Linked DNA regions of Mus musculus: all the other regions are linked to region 1. The links are chromatin contacts, called in public HiChIP or PLAC-seq maps. All regions are on one chromosome and are shown on one strand. Each heading gives the region's core, a stretch centred on a gene start, on an enhancer-like site or on the middle of the called end of the contact. The rest is flanking DNA. Distances are from core to core; before and after follow the strand shown.

The links. HiChIP or PLAC-seq counts read pairs in DNA pulled down with a chosen protein or histone mark.
Region 2: a contact with region 1 is called in an H3K27ac HiChIP or PLAC-seq map of regulatory T cell precursor, with 8 times the contacts expected there. The contact joins the promoter of Susd1 here to the promoter of Gng10 in region 1. A contact is called at or near these places in 2 of 39 promoter capture datasets (liver and pre-B cells), 4 of 115 datasets of contacts at active chromatin or transcription factors (acute myeloid leukemia, bone marrow-derived macrophages, large pre-B cells and 1 more) and 1 of 9 other capture datasets (liver).
Region 3: an H3K4me3 HiChIP or PLAC-seq map of the SCID.adh cell line shows a contact between it and region 1, with 5 times the contacts expected there. The contact joins the enhancer-like site here to the promoter of Gng10 in region 1. A contact is called at or near these places in 9 of 39 promoter capture datasets (the 3T3-L1 cell line, the C10 cell line, frontonasal cranial neural crest and 4 more), 2 of 15 datasets of contacts at CTCF or cohesin (the NIH/3T3 cell line and large pre-B cells), 7 of 484 Hi-C or Micro-C datasets (B cells, CD4 T cells, the G1E-ER4 cell line and 4 more), 17 of 115 datasets of contacts at active chromatin or transcription factors (the 230-238 cell line, CD4 single positive thymocytes, the SCID.adh cell line and 13 more) and 2 of 9 other capture datasets (adipose tissue and liver).

The regions. Positions count from the first base shown.
Region 1 is chr4:59,032,651-59,037,141 of GRCm38.p6, forward strand. Gng10 (guanine nucleotide binding protein (G protein), gamma 10) reads left to right here and starts at 2,506. Exons shown (of 3, transcript NM_025277.3): 1 at 2,506-2,668. The coding sequence starts at 2,588.
Region 2 is chr4:59,436,366-59,440,856 of GRCm38.p6, forward strand. Susd1 (sushi domain containing 1) reads right to left here and starts at 2,268. Exons shown (of 17, transcript NM_001163288.2): 1 at 1,841-2,268. The coding sequence starts at 1,958.
Region 3 is chr4:59,329,160-59,333,650 of GRCm38.p6, forward strand. It overlaps Susd1 (sushi domain containing 1), which reads right to left. Exons shown (of 17, transcript NM_001163288.2): 13 at 3,778-3,874; 14 at 304-562. Among named protein-coding and RNA genes, the nearest start is that of Gm35578, 50 kb to the left of the region's middle. Within about 2 kb of position 2,027, at least 276 of the 459 cell types and tissues checked have an H3K27ac peak or open chromatin away from gene starts, as enhancers often do. A contact at or near this core is called in the 230-238 cell line, B cells, CD4 single positive thymocytes and 19 more, where this site is marked.

The DNA.
Region 1 (4,491 bases), core at 1,256-3,755:
GGAAAGACGCAACAAACCGGAATCTTCTGCGGCAAAGCTTTATTGCTTACATCTTCAGGAGCCAGAGAGCAAGAGAGCAAGAGAGCAAGAGCAAGAAAGCAAGAAAAAGAACAAGAACAAGAAAAGCAAGAGAGCAAGAATGAGAAAACAAGAACAAGAGAGAGAGAAAGAATGGCAAAACCCCGTCCCTTTTAAGGAGAATTATTCTCCGCCTAGGACGTATTACTCCCTGATTGGCTGCAGCCCATCGGCCCAGTTGTCATCACGAGAAAGGCAGAACACATGGCGGGAAAACTGCCCCTGCACGTGTGCAGATTATGTTTACCACTTAGAACACAGCTGTCAGCGCCATCTTATAATGGCAAATGTGAGGGCGGCTCCTCACAAAAAACTTTCTTGGAAAAAAAGTTAAGAAAAGAAGAGAGACAGAGACTTCTAATCCACATTATCTTTGTACTCAGTCACTCCTGCCTCAGCCTCTGAAGTCACTGAAGTCATGGGATCTCAGGCATGTGCTACCATGTTTGGCATAAATATTGGTACTCTTTGACCCATTCTTTCTACTTTTAGCATGCTGCCTAGGAAGTAGAGCAGAAAGCACAAGTTGTATAGTTATTGTTGTATTAAGTAATAGGGCAGTTGATTAATTATGATCCAGTTATAGCTAAGAATAATTGCTTTAGAGCCTTTATGTTTTAATAGTTTATATTCTCTTCTGTTGCTTTTTATATCTCAGATGTTTTTCTTTATAAGAATCATTTTTCACTCTGTTATTTGACTGGGTGTCTTAGTTTTGGGTTCTTCAGGAAAACAGACTCTGAGATGAAGGTTTTCAAGCTGGAAGTTCATTGGGGCCAGCCCTCCTAACTAGTACTTATTACCGAATGCTGTAAACAAGGATTGGGCAGAAGGAGAAGCTGACCCTCAGATGACCCCGGAAGGAACTCCAGAGTTGGAATGGTAAATCCGACTGCCTAAATCTGAGGGGGTTGAGGGTGGGGGAAAATCTCACTGAATGGAGACTGGCTGTGGGTATGGGTTTTGGGTTTTTTTTTTTTTTTTTTGGTTGTTTGGTTTTTTTGTTTGTTTGTTTGTTTGTTTGTTTTGGTTTGGTTTTTTTTTTTTGTTTTTTTTGGGAGGGGGGTGTTTTCGAGACAGGGTTTCTCTCTATAGTCCTGGCTGTCCTGGAGCTTACTCTGTAGACCAGGCTGGCCTCAAACTCAGAAATCCGCCTGCCTCTGCCTCCCAAGTGCTGGGATTATAGGCGTGGGCCACCACGCCCGGCTGTGGGTGTGTTTTGTGGGTGACTTTGCCCTGGATGGTTCTTAAGTCCAGAGAAAACTCAGCAGATTGGAAATTGGGTACTTCAACAGCAAATCCTTTTTAAGTAGCAATTGGTTTAAGGGAAGGCTGGTATTCAATACAAGCCAGGGAGAACCCATTTGAGATTCTAATTCCTCTCCCATATGTTTAGACAGGGCTAAAAGAAAGCATGGATTTTTTTCCCCCCACAGCACTACTGAGTCTATCCACCTTGAAGATGAGGCCAACCCTCAGAGTTGAATCAGGAGATGAGAATTTGAGCCTTGAAACTATTCCTAATTTTTAAAAATTATTATTCTTTAATTTTTTTTTTTTACAGTCCAGTTGTTATCCTCTTCTTGGTCTGCTTTCTGACTGTTCCTCATTCCATTTCTCTCCCTACCCCACCCCTACCCCTCCCCTCCATTTCCAAGAGGATGTCCCCACCCCACTACCACTACCCCACCAGATCTCCCCACTCCCTGGGGCCTCAAGGCTCTCAAGGGTTAGGCGCGTCTTCTCCCACTGAGGTCAGACCAGGCAGTGCTCTGCTATACCTGTGTATGCTGTGTGGCTGGCAGGTGGCCCAATGTCTGAGAGAGATCTCGGGGGTCCAGGTCAGTTGAGATTGCTGGTCTTCCGATGAGGTCAGCTTCCTCCAGTCCCTCCCCAATTCAACCGGGACGCCCGTGGTTGGATTGGGGAGGGGCCTTGAAGCTTTTTTAAAGTAATTAAACCAATGCTTTAAAGTCTTTGGGCTTTGAAGTTTAGCAAGCTCATCCATATTGCCTTTATGCACTACCCAGCTTATGCACTACCCAGTGCAGACAGATACGGTGGTGTATAAGATGGCGATATAGTTATTACATAGTAAGTGTAAAAAAAAAACAAAAGGAAACAAGAAAACTAAAAAACCTCAAGTTTTAACGTAATGGTCTCAGTTTTGTAAAACCAATGTGCACACTTAAAAAACTCGGGAGAAGACTGGAAACAATGGCCATAGATAGTGGGTGAGAGGGCTGGTGTAATTTCATTCCATATCAGACCAACGAGCAGGATATCCTTGAAGGTTTGACTAGCTCTTCGGTGAAGTCCTAGTGTCCTTCCCTTCGCAGCGCAGGCGCCACCTAGGTTTGTTCCGAGGCACCGGCGACCGGGGCCGGGCAGCTCGCGACCCCAGCGCGGGGACAGCGGGGCGGGCGCGGCGGCTACCCCGCCCCGGGGCGGCACCCCGCTCGGCGGTCGTTCCTCCCAGCCGAACCAGCCTCGCGCAGCCTTAGCCGCCATGTCTTCCGGGGCCAGCGTGAGCGCCCTGCAGCGCCTGGTGGAGCAGCTGAAGCTGGAGGCTGGCGTGGAGAGGATCAAGGTGAGCGTTCGTCCAGCCGGACCCCAGCGCCAGCCCCACGGGCGACCGAGCGGCCCGCAGGAGACCGCGGCCTGGCGGGAGTGGGAGCTACCGGGCCGGGCGCGCACCGGGGCCTCGGGTGCTCGCGAGCCGCGCGTGGATGCGGGGTGGTTTCAGGCCGAATCCCGGGTGCTTCTGGCGACACAGCCTGTCCCAGGGACCAGGTCCGATGGCTCCGTGGGCGTGTCTACAACAGGCTGGCGACACGCTGGCGACCTGGACTCTGCCCACCCGGCTGCGGGAGGATGATGCTTAGAGATGGGGAGGGAGGCCACCGAATGAACAGATGCGAGCGAGATGGATGCTGGAGAAGGATGCTCTGCCTTCCTCTGCTGCCCCATGGGGGATCCTTGAGAGTTGAGGAAGTGAGTTCCGTTTTGGATCTGTGGATTTTACAGAGGTATCCAGGAGAGATTTCGTTGTGTGGACAGACGGCCACAGAAAAAGGCCGAAAGAGGTCATTAAAATATATGAGCGTGAAATAGACAAAGAGCGGAACTTGTAGCGTGCTGCCAGGGACAGTTCAAAGGAGGAAGGTGAGTTGGATTGTCAGGAGAGGGGTGGGGAGGCTAGAGAGATGGCTCAGCTCACTGACTGCTGTTCTGGACGACTCCGGTTCAATTCCCAGCACACACCCAAGGTTGCTCACAACCGTCTGTAACGTCAGTTTCAGGGGACCCGATGTCTTCCTCTGGCTTCCTCAGGCACCAGGCATGCACAAGGTGTGCACAAACATGCAGGCAAAACACCCGCGAGATAAAATTAAAATGAAGGCCCGCAAACACAGCCAAGGATTTACTCTGTTGGCTGAATGTGTGATTGGCAGCTAGTGTGATTCCAAGTGTGTGGGTAGGTATGGACACACCATCATGCTAGTCAGTTCCCTCTGTTTTAGCCCTCGACCTGGTGCTACTCCAGGGAATAGGGAACTCGGGTGGATACGGTAAACTAATACACAAAATTATTTCAGACAACCAGGGACAAGAGGCGCGCAGTACAGAGATGTGCCAGTAAGGTGTAGGGGAAGCCCGACAGGTTAAAAATAAAAAAGTTTTAAAGAAATAACTTCCTTTTTTTCTTCGAAAATAAAAAGGGTTTTGGGTTGATAGGAAAGATTTTTTTTATTTTGTCAAGGAAAATGGAGGCAAGGTGACTGTAGAAGAAACAAGGGTTTGGGGTGACATCTTCGGGGACAGGAAAAAAGGAGATGTGTATAAAGTGCCTCTGATTACGGATTACAGCTTTTGGCGATGGCTGTCTTGTGAAACAGGAAGCTGTGTTTTCTTGTGGGACAGTGAACCAGGAGTTAGCAAAGGGCGAAGGAAGTGCTTACTGTCCACGGTGGAGCTCACCAGCCTGGGCAGTCACAGCCTTGACACCCAGATAGGAGGCCTGTACCGCTTGTGGTTCCTTTTTCCTCGCTAGTATCTGACCACCAAGGATTTTGAGGGCGAAAAACTAAAGAAGTTTGATCCAGACCGTGGATGAGCAAGAAGTATGCCAGAAAGTAAGGGTGGGGTCAGAGGCCTCGGTCTGGCTGGAAAAGGCTGAATTTTGAACCCAGACTAGAAAGAGAACGATCAAAGCCATACAGGGGGCAGCGACACCTAGTGGTCATTGTGAGTTCAGGGTAAGAGAGATTGAAGCTGTGGTCCCTTACTTTCCAAAGGGAGCAGTTGTTGGCTGGAGCTCCCAGCAGAGAACAAGGCTGTGTGAGGAGAGAAAATGGGGAACTAAAAGTAGAGTTGTTGAAAGTGTACGGTATCATTGAGCATCAGACCTGG
Region 2 (4,491 bases), core at 1,018-3,517, 400 kb after region 1:
AGCTAAAATAAACTCTTTCCTCCCCAAATTGTTTCTGGCTGTGCTGTTTTATCACAGTAGAAACCCTAAGACAGAGACCCAAGGGGGAAGGAAGAAAGCCTACTGAAGTACCAGATGTCAGAGGTGGAGGGGAGCCATTCTAGAAAGCTGAGACATCAAATACCCAAAGTAATGGTAAAATTCACTAGGCAACCAATAATCCCTACACTGGGGAGGCAGAGGCAGGGAGATATCTGAGTTCAAGGTCAGCCTGGTCTACAAAGAAAGCCAGAGCTACACAGAGAAACCTTGTCTCAGGAAAAAACCCAAACAACAACAAAGTAGCAGGATAAGAGAATTTGGGAGGGCAGGAATCTGCTCCACTAAGCCCACTCATCTCGTTTCTTTTCCACTTCTAGAGCCTGTTTGGTTTTGCAAATGTTTGTTTTTGAGACAACCCACTCTATGGTCCAGACTAATCCCAAACTCATGGTGCCTCCCTCCTCCGTGTCCCAAATTCTAGGATTAAGCATGAACCACCACCACTCTGGAGCTCAGTGCTTGGCTTTATTAAGGAGATGCCAGAGAGAGACTGGGTGTCCTTGTATGTATGTACTGTTTGCCATCACTCCCTCAGTGTCCTACAATGGCTCCTGGTGGCTTCTCACCAGGAAGGAACAGTTAAACCCAAACACCATGCTCTCTCTGCCAGTCAAGATGAGACTGACTCCCTCTTGCCAAATCCAGTCTGTTTTCTCATCTCTAGCCCCTTCTGTATTCTGCGTCCTGCTTTCCCACGCTATCCCCAGTCTGAAATCCATCCATTACTCTGTTGGGCTTTTCGTTTTGTTTGTTTGATCACAGTGTTTCACACTGTAGATTAAACTACTCTGGAACTCACTATGTAGCTCAGACTGGCCTGGAACTCACGGCAGGCAATCTTTCTACCTATCTCACACATTGGATTCCTTTTTACACACATTTCTAAAGACCTCTTACTATGGAATGGGGCACCCCTCCCCTTTTCCGAAATCCAAGGAACCGCTCAGCTTGTCTCATGCATAATGGCTGCCCAGTAAAACACAGTTGTCCTCTCCTCTGACCAGTACACCTTCTCAGAGCACTTGACACGTTCTGCTATTATGTGGGCAGACTTCGCCTCATTTTCCTGTTTGAATCCTCCGTGTCAGGTAAATCCCACCACGCTCACTGGTCCCAATTTGTCTAAAACACAGACTATTTGCCTGCCTCTCTCCTTGGGACTATGAACCACTAGAACGCCAACATTGCACGGTTACATCTGACCCAGGGAAGATATTAAAGGACTTTCTACGGATGGATGGATGGATGGATGGATGGATGGATGGATGGATGGATGGATGGATACACAAATGCATGGATAAACAGACTAAATAAACGAATGGATGAATGAACTAAAGGATAAACTCTTCCTATAAACTTCCTTATTCTTCTTTACATTCTTAACATTTAGTTCTTCGTGGAAGTGAAAAATAAGGAAAGGGACAGGTGGTGGTGGGAGAGCCACTACAGGTCAGGAATTTGTCCTGCAAAAGCCAGGGAGACTGGAAGCTGTAGAACCAGCGGCTCGCCCTCCCACATCCTCCACGCGGCGCACCGGTCCCCCAAACCCCCACCCGAGTCCAGTCCCCACCCCACCCCCACCCACTCCGGGAGACGCGAGTTGGAGCAGGGCCGCCTCCACTACACACCCCACAGTCCCCGGGGCGGGCAGTCTGGCGTGCTTCTCGCCGCTCCGCCTCCATGATCCTTCCACGCCCCGACTCTGCGCCTCCAGATCCGGAGCGCGAAGCGTCCTGCGCGCCGAGTACCCTGCACTCACCTTCCGTGCCAGGCTCTCCGCTGACGCCGCGGGCTAGGCTGAGCAGCAGCACGAGCCGCAGCAGCCGCTGCAACCCGCATCCTGGAGAGCGGCGCGTGCCCCGGGGACCCCGGCCCATGCCGCTGGCTCCCTCCCGGCGCCCGCCACTCCCCGGAGGCCCCTGTGCAAGGAGATAAGGCCAGAGGCGCGAGGAAGGGGCGGCGCAGAGGCTTCCGGCGCCGGGTTGCGCCGGTCCCGGCGGGGAGCAGGGTCCCAGGTCCCCGGATCTAGGTGCGCCTGGTGCACCGGCTGCGCGCGAGCTGAGCCACGGGGAGAAAGCGGACTGTGCTAGGGGGGAAACATCGCAGTGCAAGTGTGACTTGTGGAGACCAGAGAAGTGCAGTAGCCACAGGAAAGGGTCTCTGACTGGACGGGTCAGAGAGTTGGGAGGTGGTGGCCGCCCGCGCGGAGGGAAAGAAAGGAGAGGAAACTAGTCATGGGCCAGTTCACCCGGGGTGCACATGCTGGAACAGGTGACAAAACAAAAGTTCCAGCTACTTGCTGGACGACGCCCTCCTTGGCACGTTAGGAATCGAACGGGGAGAGACACGTGGTGAGAAAGACATGGAAGACAGGACAACCGTGTATTCTAGAAACCGAGGGACCGTTTTAAGGTGGGGACAAAAGGTTAGAGAAATATATGGCAGAGTTAAAGAACTCTGCTCTGAGAGTAGGGTCAGCATCAGGGCGTGAGGGGATCCGGGAAGGGGCAGGTGATCCTCTGAATTTTGGAGAGAATCAGAAATGGAGTGTTCAGGGACAGAGTCCACCACGTCTTAAGATTAGTGCAATATTAGAGAAAGGACAATATTAGATCAAGGAGAAACTGTGAATGTCGCTTAGATCTATGCTTTGGGTGGACTGTGGTGGGAGACTGGGGAGCAGAGGGTTAACGTGAGTTAGGAATTGGGGTTGAGGGAGGCTGAGGAAGGAAGATCAGTTTTGTCTGTGGGGCCCGCCCAAGTGCAGGGGGCACTCCCCACTTCAGCAGGTACCCTCATTTGCTTTCTCACCGGTGAACTAGCCCTACCTCTAAGGCAGGCAAATACACCCATATAAGGGCTGAACTTGGGCTGCCTTAGGAAGAAACCGTTAAAATAAACTTCCTAGTCTCTTGTAACAAGTTTTCTTGAAGATTATTTCTGTCCAACAAAGAAAGAAGCCTGCTTTGGGAAGTAGTAGAGCACCATGAAAGTGTGAACATGTCTCTAGGTGTTTGGGCAAAACCAGTCTCCAGGAACCCTCACAGGTCATTGCACAAATCCACTGTTCAAGACATTTTTAAAACAACCTTTATCTCTACTTCTCATGCCCTTCTGCAAAATAAATATGTATATATACTTTAAAAAAAAACATGATGCATGAAAAAACAACTATCCAAGACTTGGACATGGGAAGGAAAATTACTGGGTGTCTCTTTCAGCATGCATGGGAGTAAATGCTATCTAACCCACTTTCCGTGGATTATTCAATTCAAAAGTGTACTTTTATGAATGTCCTACTGACTAGGTTTGTTTGTGGCTTTATAAGAGTATACGTTAACTTAAATAACCCCGATGACAATATTATCAATCAGAGCTGTCTGTCTGTCTGTCTGTCTGGGGTCCTTTACCTGAATAGAAAGAAATCCTGAGACCACAATGGCAGTGCATGCCTTTAAGCCCAGCAGTCAGGAGGCAGAAGCAGAAGGATGTGAGTTCCAAGCACCTTGATCTACACTACAAGTTCCAGGATAGCCAGAACTACGTAGGGAGAGCCTGTCTCAAAATAACAAACAAAAAACTCTGAGACAAGCAGAGAGGCTTTTCTGGCTTTGGTGCCCTCTAGGTCATAGGTCTAGAGAGCCTGTGGGCTGGACTAAGGGACGGTGATAACTAGGGGCCTATTGCTTCATGCTTTACAAGCCAGAGACATGACTAGGCATTCAGGCTGGAGGCTTGTTCCTCTGGACTTTAACCACCAGCAAACCCCAGCATTTTGCAACTGTTGCAACCCTCTTCTTCCAACAGCAGTATGAGGGAGCAGTAGGCAGTTCCTACTGGGACTGCAACTCCTGAAAGGGCTCTGGGTTTTTGGACCATCAGCTCCTTATAGGAGCCATTACAGCCCTGCAGCCCAGTGGCCAGAGACTTTGACAGCTCCTTGGAACTCTTCTGGTGGCTTAGACACACAGACTTTTTTTTTTTCTTCAGCTATTCACAGTACTCTGTCTCCATGGCCTTTCTCCCTATCCTGCGCTGTCATGCTCTGGAATGTTTTAGCTGCTGCACCATCTTCTTGGCATTGCTGCCTTCCACTGTGTCCAGCAACCATCTCTTCTTTGTGTTGCCAGCTCACCCAGGGCCACTAAATATAAAGATCAAAAGTAACCAGGAGTTGAGGGTGTAGCATGCTTATCTACCATGCATGAAGCCCTGGGCATAAAATTGAGGTTGTGCAAGCTGTGATCCCAGCACTCTGGAGGTAGAGGCAGGAGGATCAGGAGTTCAAACTACAATACAAGCTGAAGGCCAGCCTGGGCTATTTGAATGTCTCAGATATTTAAAAGAGGAGTCAGGGTGGGGCTAGGGAGATAGTTCAGTGAGTAGGAACACTTGCTCTGCAATATGAAG
Region 3 (4,491 bases), core at 777-3,276, 300 kb after region 1:
CTGTGTGTTGGTCACCGTAAACATGGGAGAAAGGTAAATGCAAATCATTTGTTTTTAAAGATTTATTTATTGTCACATGCAAGTACACTGTAGCTGTCTTCAGACCCACCAGAAGAGGGCGTCAGATCTCATTATAGATGGTTGTGAGCCACGAGGTGATTGCGGGTATTTGAACTCAGGACCTTTGGAAGAGCAGCCAGTGTTCTTAACTGCGGAGCCATCTCTCCAGCCCAAATGCAAATAATTTAAATCTCATACGTAAAGGAAAATACCGAGGTCAGAACATCGTTGAAGCAACTCTACCTTATTCCATTCACTTGTGATCCGTAACAGAATGCAGTACTCATTTCCTGTTTTCAAAGGTGCATTGTAATATTCCCCATAGTAGAGCCTGTCTCCAATAGATATCTCCAACGTGTCGTCTGGAACATCACTGGCCAGGATTTCTGCAGCCACATATCCGTCAGCAGGAGAAGTGTTGCCAAAGAATGAAGTCATGCCTTCAGAATCACAAGAAAATGTGCTTTGCAAGGACAGGGGAAGGACCAACACCTGATATGAACTGGGAGAGGGGGAAAAAGCAGAGAGATTGGCAGGGGCCTTGTGAAGAACAGAGATCCTATTCATCATCAGGCCCCTGACCAGATGTAAATGTTATAAGGTTCATGGGCCGCTTGTCTGGAAGTCTGTGTATTCGGGTTTACTGAACTCACCAGACTGGGCAAGAAAAACTGCTGGCTACACAGGATTTAGTGTCTGGCAGTTCTAACTACTGTGGACCTCCATATGTACCTACAGCCAGATGACAGCCAAATCCCAGCTTCACAGGGGGGCCAAGCACAGGCTCCCTCGGTGGGAGAAACGGGTGAGTGTATCACGACCTTGTGTCTGTCACATGGTGGATCTGATCGGCAGTGTGTCACACGGGCAAATAAAGCCTGCCAGTGGGGAGGGTTTAAAAGTCACATGAAGGCCTAGCACCTACGGGAATGAATGTGCTCAGCCTGAAGAGTGGCTCCAGACAGTCATGTGGTGACTTAAAACAAAAGTCATATGATTTACACTCCCCGCCGTTCCGAAGCCGACACCAAAGTTCACGCCAAACCAATGAGCGGTCAGGAGTAAAATGTCACCGTGGGTTAATCTGGGTTGACAAGATCCTGGAAAATGTAAAGTAGCCTATGGATCCGGTGAAAATGTCCCTTAAACAAGGACACAGAAAGGCACTGACACTCAGGTGTAAAGTTAGTAATATCTATCTTCCAAAGAGAAAAGCAGCCAGTCGGCAGAAACAGAGGAATGAAGTGCACCTGGTCAAACCATGCCTCCCTTTCCATGCCTGTGGGCTCAGCCTTTACTTCTGGGATCATAATGTATGAACATGTCCTATCTCTACTGACCTTGAAAACAGGGCTGGGGGTGGGGTTACAGGACTGCCTCTAGTACCTGCAGGTCCTTTCACATGTCTTCCTTTTAAAAATTGTTAATTTTTATTTTATGTGCACTGATGTACTGTCTGCATGTATGTCAGGTACCCTGGAACTGGAGTCACAGACAGTTGTAAGCTGTCTGTGGGTGCTAGGAATTGAACCCAGGTCCTCTGGAAGAGCAGCCAGTGTTCTTAATTACGAAGCCATCTCTCCGCCCTGCCCCCTCCCCTTTCACATTTCTTCAGTTATATTCAACTCCTCATAAATGTTGGTTGCGTTGAATTTTCAATTGAGAAAAAAAAAATGCCTGGACTAATACCAAATGTGATTAGGGTGATTTCCAAAACTCATTAGGCCACATAATTCTATTTTACCACCAATTTTGGGCTTCCTGCTCCACATTGCTAATGCCCCATTTCCTGCTCCCTAAAAGCACACGAATCACTTGGTTAAGGAGGGAGGGCCCTCCCCCACGTTAGCTGTTGTGGGAGGGCCCTCCCCCACGTTAGCTGTTGTGGGAGGGCCCTCCCCCACGTTAGCTGTTGTATTTGGAAAGACTCCAGCCACCTGCTATGTACCCAGCCATGTTAGGTGAGGGCCCTGATTTCCACAGAGCCTGGGCTTACTTTCAGAAAGGACTCTGAACAAAAGGGATTAAGTAAAACCTGCAGAGTAACAAAACAGTAACAAATCAATAAACATTGAGTTTCGCTGCCTTTGGGCAACACTTGGGACAGCTTTTCTGGGGCCTTGGAGGTATAGTGGCCACGGGCAAGAAGCCCCACACTGACTCAACCTGCCAGGTAACTGGAGTTCATGGCTCACCTGCACCGCGTTGATTCTGTACATTGCCCATTAGAGGTGCTGTTCACAGGGCAGGAAGCAGCTTTCTATTTAGCCTGGTAAATATAGAAATCCCCAGGCCCCACCCCAAACCTATGGGACCAAAGTTGGGAACGTTGACTGCTGATAAAGCATGCCAGCTGATTCCTGTTAGCTGGTAAGGTAAGAGACGTTAGCCTCGAGGGAGTCCAGGGGCAGGCCTGACTCTCTGCCTAAGCTCTCTGTGCTCCAGGCCAGGGTTCACACAAAAGACTCTGGCCTGGCAAAGCTGGTGCCTCCAGCTCAAGCCATGCAGCCAGGCTGGGGAACCGGCACAGCTCACACCCTGGTAAATAACCCGGGTGACTGACGTGAAGGGAGCAGCGGCAGTGGGTTGGAACCTGACCACCGGGCCAGCCTGCAAGAACTTCTCCCCACTTCCAGTGCCCTCCCCGCATGACTCACAGGTCGCCACTTCCTGTTTTGAAGGCATCGGCTGGTGCACTGCCACCAGGGCAGGCTGTCATTTGGCTTTTCTTTTTTTGCCTTACGCAATTATTTGGCTTAAGTATCACATCTGCTCTTGTAAATTTGTTCAGGCAATGAGTGATGCCAGGCTTCTGTTCCCCTTACAGCAACAGGATTACAATACTTTCCAGTAACTTACCAGGAATCAAGCAACAGAGCTGTATGGGCAATGTCTATCCCTGAAAAGACTTGAAATTAACGCAGTCTGAAAGCAGGGCAGCCTGTTCTATAACAAATAGATACTCACACAGTATCTCCAGGCTTGCCTTTGCGTTCTTTTAGAATATCTCAGATTTATTTATACCTTGATTGCACTGAACGGGCCATTACACTGAAGGGCTGAGAGTGATAAAGGGCCACGTAGGTCAGGTCATGCACACCCGAGCTCCTAGACCTGGTGCCCTGGCTCCCATCCACAGGCCAATGCTAATCTTCCTGTCTGAGAACAGGGACTGACTGAACTTCCCTAATCTTCCCTTGACCTTTGTAAATAAAATGCAAAACTGAGCACAATGTAGTCCTCCAACAGAGGTAAATTAATCCCATCTCAATGCCATCTGGAATCCCAGCTGGTCACTAACTACATAGTGTCTTGCCTATATAACTCAATATGTGAACAGATTAAAAAGAATTCTCCAAATGACCTTTTCTGAAACCACTACACACACACTCCAAGATCAGCCTGACGCAAGGAGACATTCTGTCTCTGGGAAATGAGACAATCAATCCTTGTGACCCACCATCACCATCATTAAAGGTTGTACCATGGGACGTGCATGCAAGGGACTATGCTGCCCAAAATGTTTGTCTCTGGTCCCTTATAAGTCTCACTCTTCATTGGGAAGAATGCTACTGGGATGGCAAGCCCACTATGTGTTCTGGGAAACAAAGCAAGAGGTCCAGTTGCTTTGCTCCAGCTACCCAAGTTCAGCCACTCACAGGGAAGCCTTCCCACTCACATAGTGGGACCACTGTGTGGAGAAAGACAGGTACTCACCTGATAGGTCCATTTATCTCCTTGACTTTCCTCAGCGTGAAGCGTGGTAGAGGCCTTCCCCGCACAGTGAAAAAGTCTACTTCAGGAAGTGGGGGCTCTGCAAACATTAAGAAGGAGAAAACATGGGGGGGGGCGATCAGATCAAGTAAAAAGCACAAAAAAAGTGGTTTTCCAGGATGTCATGAAAGTTTGTAACCTCGAAACTGGAATATACATACAGCAAAAAGGCAAATGTTCTATGAGTTCACTTGAGTGAAACATTTAGATTAGTCAAATTCACAGAGCGAGCAGACTAGCAGTGGCCATGAGCTGAGGGCCGTGGCAAGGAACTGGGCTCATTGCTTAAAGCTGAAAGCTTTTGTATGCAGTGATAGAACAATATTGGAAAATAGGTAGTGGTGGTAGTTGTGCAACACAGTGACTGTCCCAACACTAATCAAGTGTTTATTTAAAAATGGCTAATGTTACATTTTACGTTACATGACTGTTCATAATAAAAAGAAGTGATGAACACGGTCCAGCACCCACAGGGTGCTGGTGTTTGCTACGTCAACCACGGGTTTTGATGTTTGCGAGACAAAATCTTATTTGGTAGGTGCTCTGGTTTGGAGATGGGTTAAGGGTGTCTCCCCAGACCTTCAGGCGTCTGAAGCTTTGCTCCCAGGGTGATGACGCAAAAGGAACCTTTTAGATACAGAGTCTGGTGGAAGGTCT